Linked DNA regions of Gossypium hirsutum: region 2 is linked to region 1. A link is a contact called in public Hi-C data. All regions are on one chromosome and are shown on one strand. Each heading gives the region's core, a stretch centred on a gene start, on an enhancer-like site or on the middle of the called end of the contact. The rest is flanking DNA. Distances are from core to core; before and after follow the strand shown.

What was found. Hi-C and Micro-C count contacts between places; a contact is called where the count stands out from the background.
Region 2: a contact with region 1 is called in a Hi-C map of leaf, with 3 times the contacts expected there. The contact joins the promoter of LOC107888763 here to the promoter of LOC107888826 in region 1. A contact is called at or near these places in 2 of 34 Hi-C or Micro-C datasets (both in leaf).

Annotation. Positions count from the first base shown.
Region 1 is chrA11:109,189,976-109,195,824 of Gossypium_hirsutum_v2.1, reverse strand. LOC107888826 reads left to right here and starts at 2,660. Exons shown (of 2, transcript XM_016813058.2): 1 at 2,660-3,458; 2 at 3,532-4,716. The coding sequence starts at 3,601. The coding sequence ends at 4,512.
Region 2 is chrA11:109,393,445-109,399,174 of Gossypium_hirsutum_v2.1, reverse strand. LOC107888763 (40S ribosomal protein S24-1) reads right to left here and starts at 1,568. Exons shown (of 5, transcript XM_016812966.2): 1 at 1,247-1,568; 2 at 803-844; 3 at 526-696. The coding sequence starts at 1,318. It overlaps LOC107888772, which reads left to right and starts at 2,555. Exons shown (of 6, transcript XM_016812977.2): 1 at 2,555-3,390; 2 at 4,123-4,225; 3 at 4,818-4,873. The coding sequence starts at 2,716.

The DNA of each region.
Region 1 (5,849 bases), core at 1,411-3,910:
TGTAGGGATGGTCGGATATGGTGTGTAGAGGATGGGGGTAGGATATGTGGTTTTTGATTCTGATTTGTATGTTTGTATCTGTACCTGATATGGGCTTAGGCCTGAATATGCATCTGTGACTGATTCTAATTTTCTGGTTGTGTGCATGCCTAATTCTGTTGGGTTACACACTAAGTTTATGTAAACTCACCGCTTTTCTGTCCGTTCTGAATAGGTAATCCACAGAGTTAGGCGGATCGGTGCAGCGGATGACTCGACGGTGACCACTCGCCATAAACTATTTTATTTGGTTTTATAGTTTTATTTAAGTTTTGCATTAAGATTTGAGAGTACGTATTTTCTGGGACTGTATGGACTTTTAACTGTTGGTTTTGGTTTTGTTGCTCGATTTATGCATGCTTTACCAAAAAGTTTTCTTTTAAAACAACATGTTTCTAAACAAGGTTTTCTAAATCATGAACTGTTTTGCTAAAATAACACGATTTTTCGTAAGCTTCTATTCTAAATGATTTTTAGGCAAATGGATTAATGTGTTGGTAATGAATACAAAAATTTAAGAGTTGGATAAACGTTTTTGAATTTGTTAAAAACAAATAAGAGCTAATAAACTAAAATGGTTTTATTGTGACGACTTAGTTTGTAAAACTCATTCCATGTGACATCGCCAGATCTGGCCATAAGGTCTTACAGGGTGAGAATTGAAATAATTACATAAGTAATACATATCAAAACCCAATTACATTATGATTTTTCAAACACTCATACGTGATTTAAATTTAAGAAACATTTTATATATAAGTTTAAGTTATAAAATTTATATTATGAGTATTGATACAATGTACAACAATGAGGAGAACATGGAGGGAACTATAGTGGTTTTGAGAAGGTTGATTCACCTCGAGAGGTGGAGAGTTAGAAGAGACAGAAGGACAAATAGAAAGATAAGGAGAAGGTTGAGGATGATAAGTGCTCAAAGGTTGCTAAGGAGGCCAAAGATCCCCTTCTTATAATTGAGGAGAGTATTTGCAAGAGACGTCCTTTTGTCTGTTAGTGTGACGTGACAAGCTATTGTAGAAAGGTTACCATTACAGAATACGTGCAAGACATGCATAATGGGCACTATTCTATTATGAGAGTAATATGTTGTTATGCTCAGGTGAGGCCCAATGGTTTTCAGAGGTGTGCTCATACTTAAGAAGTGTTCATACTTAAAAAGCGAGTGTCTATCAAGATTTTCTACAAATTGGTGGACTATCCCTGAGAGTGGGTGTTACACCCCACACTTGATTTGATTGCCAGATCCGAGTATAAGATGTCATATTCATTGCCGGTGCAACTTAGACTATCTCATTACATAATCATGAAATTAAAATCATAACTATCATTCAAACCAATTTAATCACCAATCATATTTGCAATTACACATTCATAATGTCTAAGTTTCAAATTCATCAAAATACATAGTTAAGAAAAGGTTAAATTTAATGTAAGGACTCAAATCCAAGCTCAACTATCAATTCTCAATGTTGTGTCTTGAGACAAGGGATTTCTTGTCTCGAGACAAACCTCATTTTAATTTAGGTATTTTAGTTTCAAAGTTTAAATTTCTCGAGACAATGAAGTTCATGTCTTGAAAAAAATATCCTCAAGTCTAGAGATTGTGTCTTGAGACAGGCCTCCTATATTTTCCTATTTTAGTTTCGATGTTTTTATGTCTCGAAACAATAGGTTATTGTCTCAAGACTTAGAGCAGAGCAAAAGTTATTAGCTTCAATGTGCCCTTTTCTTGAGACATCATACTCGGATTCGGTGGCTAGGTCAGGTGTGGGGTGTTAAAGCAAGTGGCCCAAGTTTTCCAGAAGGAAGCGAGTGGTCCAGATCCTTTGCCTAGACCGCGGGTCAAACGGAGAGTAAGGATTCGAAAAGCTAGTTATTGAGGTGTCTGGGCATAATCAAAGGGCTGGTAGCGAGCGTCTCTTAGGTAGCTTGAAATGCTGACACATGTCCAAGTCTAGAGGAAATATAACAACACTCTTAATAAAAATTTAAAATATGAGATTGATTTATTATAAAGAAACGAAATTTAATTGATTTATACAACAATACTTAAAAGCTATGATATTTGACAATGTAAAACTCTCATTTTAGTACGGTATAAATGTTTACATATTTTGTCAATTTATTTTTAAATTATTTGAACTAAATTCGATTATTAATATTTTAAAAGTAATCAAATCACCTTTATTTTAACGAAAATAGTGATTAAAACATTATTTTTTAATAATGTTGACATGACAATCCGTATAAGAGTCTACTGTGCTTCATTTAGATATGATACTATTTATGATATATATGCTACGCTAATAAACACTTTAAAAATTATATACACATTAAAAAAATAAAAAATTTTAAAAAATTAGCGTGGAATGCCATGATACTATTTCTATGATTGTTACTTCTAGTAAATTTATTATCTTTACATTCGCTTTCTAGTTATTTCTTATTTAAAAAAAGAAAAAAGCAAAAAAAATATTGAAACTAAATTTACTATTATATATTTTTTTAATATTGATAAATCTTTCACTTTCTCAAAAAAAAAAACCCTCCTTTATTGAAAATTTTATTCTTTATAAAATAAATAATCTATCATTTTTCCAACGAGATTTTAGTGTATTTCCTCTTTCTAAGCTTAAATATTTTTTTAAAGAAAAATAAACATAAAAATGAAACACCATGACATGCTAACCATGTCTTCATACTAAACTATCAAAACCAGATTTTATTTATTTAATTATTTATATGTATACATAATCGTGCTTACAAATTGCAATTTTTTTCCATGTTTTCTTGGACCCACCCTGTGGAACACTTCTTTTTTTTTTCCCCTCCCTCTCAGAGCTCAATTTATTTATAGTCTCACTATATATATATTCTCCACAGTCCAATGAAACTTGAAAAAAAAAGGTTCCATCCAATATTTTTTATTAAATTTTTAATATTTCTGGCTTTACTTTCTTTTATCAGTGAAGAGTAATCTTCAAAACCAGCCTTTCCAGCAACACCCAGTTGCTAAAATCTTTCATTTTTTCCTTTCTTTAAAAAAAAAAAAGAATCTTTTTTATTTTCAAGCTGTCATTATCTGAAGGTAAAATATATTTCCTGAAGAAAAAATATTTGTAATTTATATATTTGCATTCGTTGATAATGATACCAGAGAATTTACAGTGAAAGAACTCTGCTTTTTTGTCTACTTCTCTCTTTGTTGAAGTTCTACTTTACATGAAACATGCCTCCCCACATTCTCTCAGTTTGTCTTTAAATCTTCAGACTTCAGGAAAAAAGTTTCGTTGATGGGTGTCTTCAGTTTATTTAAAAAAAAAAAATACTCTGTCCTATATCAAATCAAACCCTAGACAACCGGTTTTTTGAGGCAGTTTTTAATAACTGGTCAGTTTAAGGTAAGGGCTCACTTCTTTTACTCTTTGTTTCTGTTCCTTTATTTTTTCAAAGTTTTAATTGTGTATTTTTTAGGTTATAATAGTTGAAACAAGAGAAAAAAAAAGTTGAATTTTAAGGATTTGCAGTAGAAAAGAAAAAAAAATGAGGGATTTTCCATCTTGTTTTGGTGAAAATGGAGTGCAAGTGGCTGATTCTTCATCATCATCATCAAGTAGTAGCAAAAATGCACAGAATTTGGTTACTTGTGTTTATCAATGTCGAATTCGGGGTAGGCCTTGTTTAATAACTGTTACTTGGACCAAGAACTTGATGGGGCAAGGCTTAAGTGTAGGGATTGATGATTCTGCAAATCAATGTCTTTGTAAGGTTGATATAAAGCCTTGGTTGTTCTCTAAGAGAAAAGGGTCTAAGAGTTTAGAAGCATATTCTTGTAAAATAGATGTATATTGGGACCTTTCTTCGGCTAAATTCGGATCCGGGCCTGAACCTTTCGAGGGGTTTTATGTTGGTGTTGTTGCTAATAAGCAAATGGTTTTGCTTCTTGGGGACATGAGTAAAGAAGCTTGTAAGAAAACTGGTGCAACTCATATCCCTTGTAATGCCAGTTTAGTGGCTAAGAAAGAGCATGTTTTTGGGAAGAGGGTATTTGGTACCAAGGCGCAGTTTTGTGATAATGGTCGAATTCATGATCTGATAATTGAATGTGACGCGGTTGGTATGAAAGATCCTTGCCTTATAATTCGTGTGGATGGAAAGGCTTTGATGCAAGTGAAGCGGCTGCGGTGGAAGTTCAGAGGGAACCATACCATTTTGGTCGATGGAATGGCTGTAGAAGTTTACTGGGATGTGCATAATTGGCTCTTTGGAACATCACTTGGTGGAAGTGCCGTTTTTATGTTCAAAACATCCATTGTAGCGGAAGAGAAGTTGTGGTTTAGCCAAAACATTGCCAGTCCGAGTTCCTTGCAGTGGTCGTTCTCGCAGAGATTTCAAGATTCCAAGTCGCAGAATCTGGGCTTTTCATTGATTTTGTATGCTTGGAAGAATGAGTAGAGAGATTGTGAAATTCTTCGCGACTCTCAAATGCTAACAAAAAAGCTTTTAGCGAGTGGTGATTTTTGTCTGCTCTGTGAGTTAGTTACAATTAATTTGATTAATAGTTGGTACATTTGTGTTTATGTTCATCTTCTGTTTTTCGACCTCGAGTTAACTCAACTTGAGCTATTAATGTATCAAAGACGATTTTTTCTGTTCTTAGTTGGCTGTATATCCTCGATACATTAAATTTAATCCTCAATTTTGTTTTATGAAAAAAAATCTTCAATGGATGGTTGTTCGAATCTTCTTTTAGCTGCAGTTTGAGCCGGTTTGGTGCACACGTTGACTAGCCAGGCGGAAATCTCCTCGAATCGTCACCATGTAAGTATGCCAATTCTAAGACTTGGTCGATGCTATAATCATGCTTGTGTTATTGTGGTTATATGAAAAACACTATGTTAAGCTTGTTAGCCCTCGAAACATGATTTGCTTGAGTCTGCTTCGATAGCAGTACCTAATTTTGCCATCTATGTTAAATTCCCATTAAATCGGGGCACTTTTTCTTGCATGATAATCCTCGGTAGGCAACTGAACTGAGGATGATGAAATTCTGATAGCTTTAGTCTTCGAAACCTTAAGCAATTGCTAGTAAAGTCTTACTTGCGGATTGTATCATTGTATGAGATTACTTGGGAAACTTGTGATTTCAATTTTGCATTGACTTGAGCAGGATAACCATGGGAATCTTTGACATTGACTGTCAAAATGCTCGATGGATGCATTGAGATGTAGGATTAGTTCAATATGCCCTCTTTCTCGAATGGACCAGTTCAATAGCTTTCCTGGTCGGAATCACTTAACCATTGTCTTGGTATTAGCTATGAAACTAGTTTAGCTTCATAACTTCTTTTTGCAGAAACCCGAGCCGGATCAAATCCCTCTCTCGATAGCAGCACAATCTTGACAGATTGCAAAGTATGGTAAGAAAAATTTGCTGAGAATTTTACACTGTAAAAGCTTTTTAAACTGTTGAAACTCTTTAGAGCCGGATCCAGGCTCACTGGTGCCGGCTTCCTTGTTCGACTGAAGTTCGGAAATCATCTGTGCCATGTTCAGATGTTGGGAAGGTTATTTATAAGTTGTCGCGCTGCAACAGTAAGCAATGAAGCTAATTGAAGTCTTCATGTTGATTGAGTATCAGTCTTTGTCACACAATTTCTAATGCTATATAGAATTTCCAGTACATGCAAAATCAGCAATGTAAATAATATAATTATTATGAAATTGATGTTATCTTTTTATATAAAATTTATAAAACAAAATTAGAACATAGAATAAATTAAAAAAAAAAA
Region 2 (5,730 bases), core at 319-2,818, 200 kb before region 1:
TATTATTAATATATTAGATTACTTATGCAAACTCAATTAAATAATTTTAATTTAAAAGCCATCTTAACATGCATAAGTAACTTATTCTCTAAACAAAACCAAGGTCGGGATTTCATGCTTTCCCACATGTTCTTTGAGCCAACATTTTCATGAGAATTAGTACAACTTAATTTATTAATAATAGAAATTCAATGATGCAATTTGATGAAATTAAAATGCTTATGACCTACACTGACGTAAATGCTACAATAAGTAACCTAAAATGCAAATCACCCCCACTCGTCTTCTTCATAACCATGCAGTACTCAAGTACAAATTATAAAAAAGGCTCTACTTCCAAGTCCATCTTGTTACTTTTAAAAGGCAACATTGCCTCCGTGCTCACTAGTATCACAACATTGCTTTTTTGAGAATACCAAAAACAAAACTATGTGGAGAAAAATACTTCAGTATGCAGTTACTAATAAAACAGACACACCACTAACAAATCCAGAGAAAATGTAAATAAAACACATCAGAAATTACCCTGATCAGTCTGTATTTGGGCTCATACTTCTTTGCGTTCTCGACAGAATCATATATCAAACCAAATCCAGTAGATTTACCACCTCCAAAATGAGTCCTGAACTTGAACACAAAGATCGAATTTGGGTCCTTCACCTCATACATTCTAGCAAGCTTCTCCTTCAACTCCGCCTAACAATACAGGATCGACAAATCAAAGATATGTTAACACAAGCAGTCCAATTTTCTGGAAGTTAAGACAATAAAACAATGTTATTGAGAATCATTAAACATTTACCTTAGAAACATTGGGCCTCCCAGGATGCAAAACATCAATGATCTACAAAACAAGTAAATAACAAGTTTCATCTTCCAAGTTAACAATTTCAAACATATATAAGCTCATCTGACCTTCAGTTTCCCAAAAGAGCAATTTTATTTTATTGCAGGCTTCATAGTAAGAAAAAAAAAGTCACTTGTTTCCAAATGACAAATCAAGGAAAGACCTAAATTAAGCATCCTACAAGCAAACTAACAAAAAACAAATACTTATTTTCTCTCATTTTCTTCTATTTTCTTTCTTTGAGCAGATCTACAGCCGAACTAAACCTTACTGAAAGCAGGTAATGGAAAATAATGTGAAAGATTACGAAAGAAATAAGCTCCGAGCCTTAAAATTTAACGTTGCCCATTGTTTGGTTAACGAAGAAATGAGCGGGAAAAAAATGGAAATGGAGCTTACGAATTGTTTCCTGGAAAGGAGCCTGTTCGTCATGAACTTCCTTGTCCTAATAGTCACTGCCTTGTCCGCCATGGTTAAGCAAATATCTTCCTCTTTTCTTGGTTTCGACGCACTGGAAGCACCAAAAGTTACAAACAGCGGCAGCAGTTCAAGGAGAGAGAATAGCAATAGCGAAAAAACAAGTTTTTATAGGGTTTCCTATGGAATCGACTTATCACTGATTAGGGTTTATTTTAGGTTTTGAATTTGGGCTTTTTTAGTTTTTGCATCTTGGGTTTTAAATGGGGCTTCCCTTTTTTAACGTTAAGTTCTACAAATGGCTATAGTAAATACTTGAGTCTGCCCTTAAAAGGGTTAATTCTGCCTCGTTGTCCTTTTACTCTTCAAAGTTTTAAAACTTTAATCCTTCTGCTTTTAATTTTAAGAATTTAGTTCTTTTTTTATCTTATTTAAAAACTAAATTGCAATCGGTATGACACTGTTAATAAACTTTTGTTAATTTTGAATATGTGGTATTTTAAAATTTAAATGTTTGACTTAAAAATTAAAGTACAATTATAACATATATTCAAAATTTTTAGAAATTAATTTTAAAAGCAAATAAGTAAAGGGACTAAATTCTTTTGGTTAAAAGCAAAGAGACTAATTTTTAAAAAATCTAAATAGTACAGGGATTGGAAGAATATTATACCCTTGTAAAATTTATTTAACTCTAAATCTAGTTAAAATTTTTCATGAATTTTTTCACTATATCTTGAAATATGATTGTGATCTTAGTAATGATGTACTAATTAAAAATTTTATTACAGGGGCATGTGTGTAAAAATTATGTATTTAATTGATGAAAGTAATAAAAAATATATAATAAAATAAAAATGTTAATATCTTATTAAAATAAAGCTTTGATTTAGTGATAAAAATAATATATTATCAATGTAATTAGTATAGATTTAAATTCAATCGTACCTAGTTTTTTTATTGATTCTTTTAAATAAAAAAATTAAAACGCCCTTGAATAATATAATTTATTTTAATTATAGAAGGACATTTTCTAATTTCTTTAATCGAGTTGGTGTCCAGTTGATTCGTGATACCAACATTCAATTAAAGACTTAAATAATAGTATAGATAAATATGATTATTATTTTTAATTATTGGTTTATTTAGCAACGAAAACCCTCATTATTTTTTATGGATGCATTTTGACAAAGCTTCAATTATTAAAGAGAAGAGGGGTTGAAGACAAAATTAGACCTAAAACTTTTGAATGGGAATTTACAAATGAAGATGAGAGGTTCAAAATGACACTATCGGCCTTCTCTTATCATGGCCACAACTCCCTCAAATTTCACCATCACATTCACCCAAACTCATTCCCCGCAAAACCAAATCATTTCTTGATCTCACCTTCCCTCATTCTTCAAAAAAATATCTCCGCACCCAAAGCTCATAATCTCTCTCCATTCACCATGGCAACTTCTACTTCTTCTTTGCTCCAATCCAACACTTTGAACTTGAAACACTATTTCCCCCTTCATTTGCCTCTTCCTTCTCCTCCTCGCCTATCTCATTTCACTGGAACTTTGGCTTTCAACGGTCAACGTTCGGCAAAGTTCACTGTTAAATGCTTCTTCTCGTCGGAGCAGAGGAAACATTTGACGAGCTCGAGTTTGGGCTCCAACAACCAGTTGAGTTCCAGCTCAAATGACAAAAACCCATTCGAGATTATTTCTCAAACAATGTTAAAAGCTTTGAACGCGTTAAAAAAGCCCGCTATAGCCGCGGTTTTATTGGGTTTGTTGCTAATGTATGATCCTAATAACGTAGCATTGGCTGCATCAGGTGGGAGGATGGGAGGAAGGTCTTTTTCTTCGAGTTCTTCATCTTCGAGGAGTTATTCGGTGCCTAGAAATGGAGGGTCGAGGTTTTCTTCGTATTCGGCTCCTTATTATGCGCCTGCTCCATTCGGAGGTGGTGGGTTTTACATGGGGCCTGCAGTTGGGGTAGGTGTTGGTGCCGGCTCGAGTTTTTTCTTGATTTTGGTTGGGTTTGCTGCCTTTGTTTTGGTCTCCGGGTTCCTTTCGGATCGGTCTGAGAGTAGTGTGCTCACTACTAGCGAAAGGACTAGTGTTATTAAGCTTCAGGTAAGCTTTTGGATTTTCTTTTATTGCTTTTTAGTTATTCTTTTGCTTTAAGTATGTTTGCATAGGTGATAAAGTCCTTGAATGATGTTTAACATTAATGAATCAACTGCTTTCTTTAATCATAAAAAAGCATGCTGATCTCCTTGTAATGATGGTGAAGCTAGTTTTTAGATAAAAAGAAATACTATGTTTTAAGGATTTGTTCCTTTGTTTTTTGCATCATTGATGCATATCAATAAATTAATATCCAATTTCAGAGTGAGAATGCTACCGATCAGATGTGTTGAAGTAAGATATGAAGTAGTGGTGTTCAGATGTATGGATAAATACACGGTTAATCAACATGTCGAAATTCAACTGAATAGATTGAATGTGAAATAAATGTGATATACAGAGAAGTTGTAACATCCGGCATGCTAGACAAAAGACACAAAAGAATGGACCAATCCAAATTAGGAGAAATCAAAGTGAGACTTGAGAATGACCCTGACAAAATCGGGTGTCTATGGAGGAGGGTTGCTTAAATGTGAATTCTGGTAGAATCTTTAAAGCTGACTTTAATATGAATTCCTTTTTGTAATAAAGTGTCAAGACTTAATTTTGTATGAATAATTGTCATGTGAAATGAGCTAGACAAGGAAGAGAGATGGACACAGAATTGTGATGGTTGCCATTACTGATGGAATTCAATTACCATTTGTTCATTTGTAGTCTCTTTGTTTTTATTATTAGGTTGGGTTGTTGGGTATGGGACGGTCTCTTCAAAGGGATCTTAATCGGATTGCTGAAGTTGCTGATACCTCTACCTCTGAGGGTCTGAGCTTTGTGTTGACAGGTAAAGCATTCTAAGATCTGTCTATAGTTAATTAGAGTCTTACTGGAGATAGTGGTGGTGTTCTATGCATTATGTAGATTACAGTTGGGAAGTGAAGATAGATGAAAATGCTATTCCTTTTTAACTGTTGTAGCTATCATTTTTGCACTATCTCCGAGTATTAGCCTAGTCATAAAGAAAATATAATAACCCAAGAGGCCATGCACAAGTCTTATAGCTCTATAGCATAACTATCATATTTGTTATTCTGAAATCTGCTTTAGTAAATAGCAACTGCATGAGAGCTAATAAAATTTTTGACATACAATTATGACAAGAAAGGGCATAAGCTTTTTACCCTATTTAATGATTTAGTTTGATTGAAATGCGCATAGAAGCCATTCATTACATTTTGTTCATGGTTAAATGATATTTCGGATGCAAGAAGTGGGCATATGACTGCTTTCTTCTTTTTGTTTTACTGTAGCAATACTTATGACATGTAGAAGGTGCCCTGGTTCTAAGTGGTGTATTCTCTTATTTTTCTTAAACATGTCAAGTTCAATATCTGTCAGACTGGTTATGTTACATTCCTATTTTTTTTTGTTTGCAGAGACAACTCTAGCTTTGCTTCGCCATCCTGATTATTGCATCTCTGGTTATTCATCTGTAAGTTAACCTTTCTGAAATATATACATACATATTTGTCTCCCTTGGTGAACTAATTACATGCGTGGATATGCTTTTTTGTACCTTGAGTCTCCAAGAATCGTTTAATGAACATCATATGCTTAGTGGTAGACGTAAAGGTTCTGGTGCATGCAGATAATGCTCTAAAAACTAAAATGCTGCCACATTTTTCTTTTTGGTACATAATGCAAATATTTTGCATGGAAACCAAATAAATCCGTATGCTACAATCAACTAAAGGATATGTTATCTTGTAAGCTCTCTTGTTTCCTTTTTCATTCCTTGGTTCGAGAAGTCTCCTGTACAAATCTTTACCATATGCATTGGTTCTTTAATGTCTGCCATCCCTGGATAAGTTTCCATCCAACCTTCGTTCTGCCTTTAATGATGTTGAGCCAATGTTTTTCCTTGTTAATAATTCTACAGGAGTTGGCCTCCTATTTTGAGCGGTGCAAAACGATGAATTAAAATTCGAGCTTTAACCTTCGAGTGAGCGAGCAAACTTCTGCAGATCAAAATAGAATTTGCTCTCGAATCCCTTGCAACAGCCGCTCCTCCATAATGCATATAATCTTTGACTTTGTTGATCCATAAACTTAAGTTCCATTCCATGAGACTAGATGTCAAATTGAGAAATGAGCATGAGCTTCTGGAACAATTAGTCTAGATCTACTAGAGTGGACAGGTTGATCAAAAGCTTTTGTAGAAAAGAGCCAAATTAGCTTGTATATATTTGGAATTTACTGATATGCTGTAATCTGGTAGATTAGGATTTATTATTTAGTTTCCTAAAACAAATAGGATCATTCATTATTGATTTCTAATTAGTTGCTTTC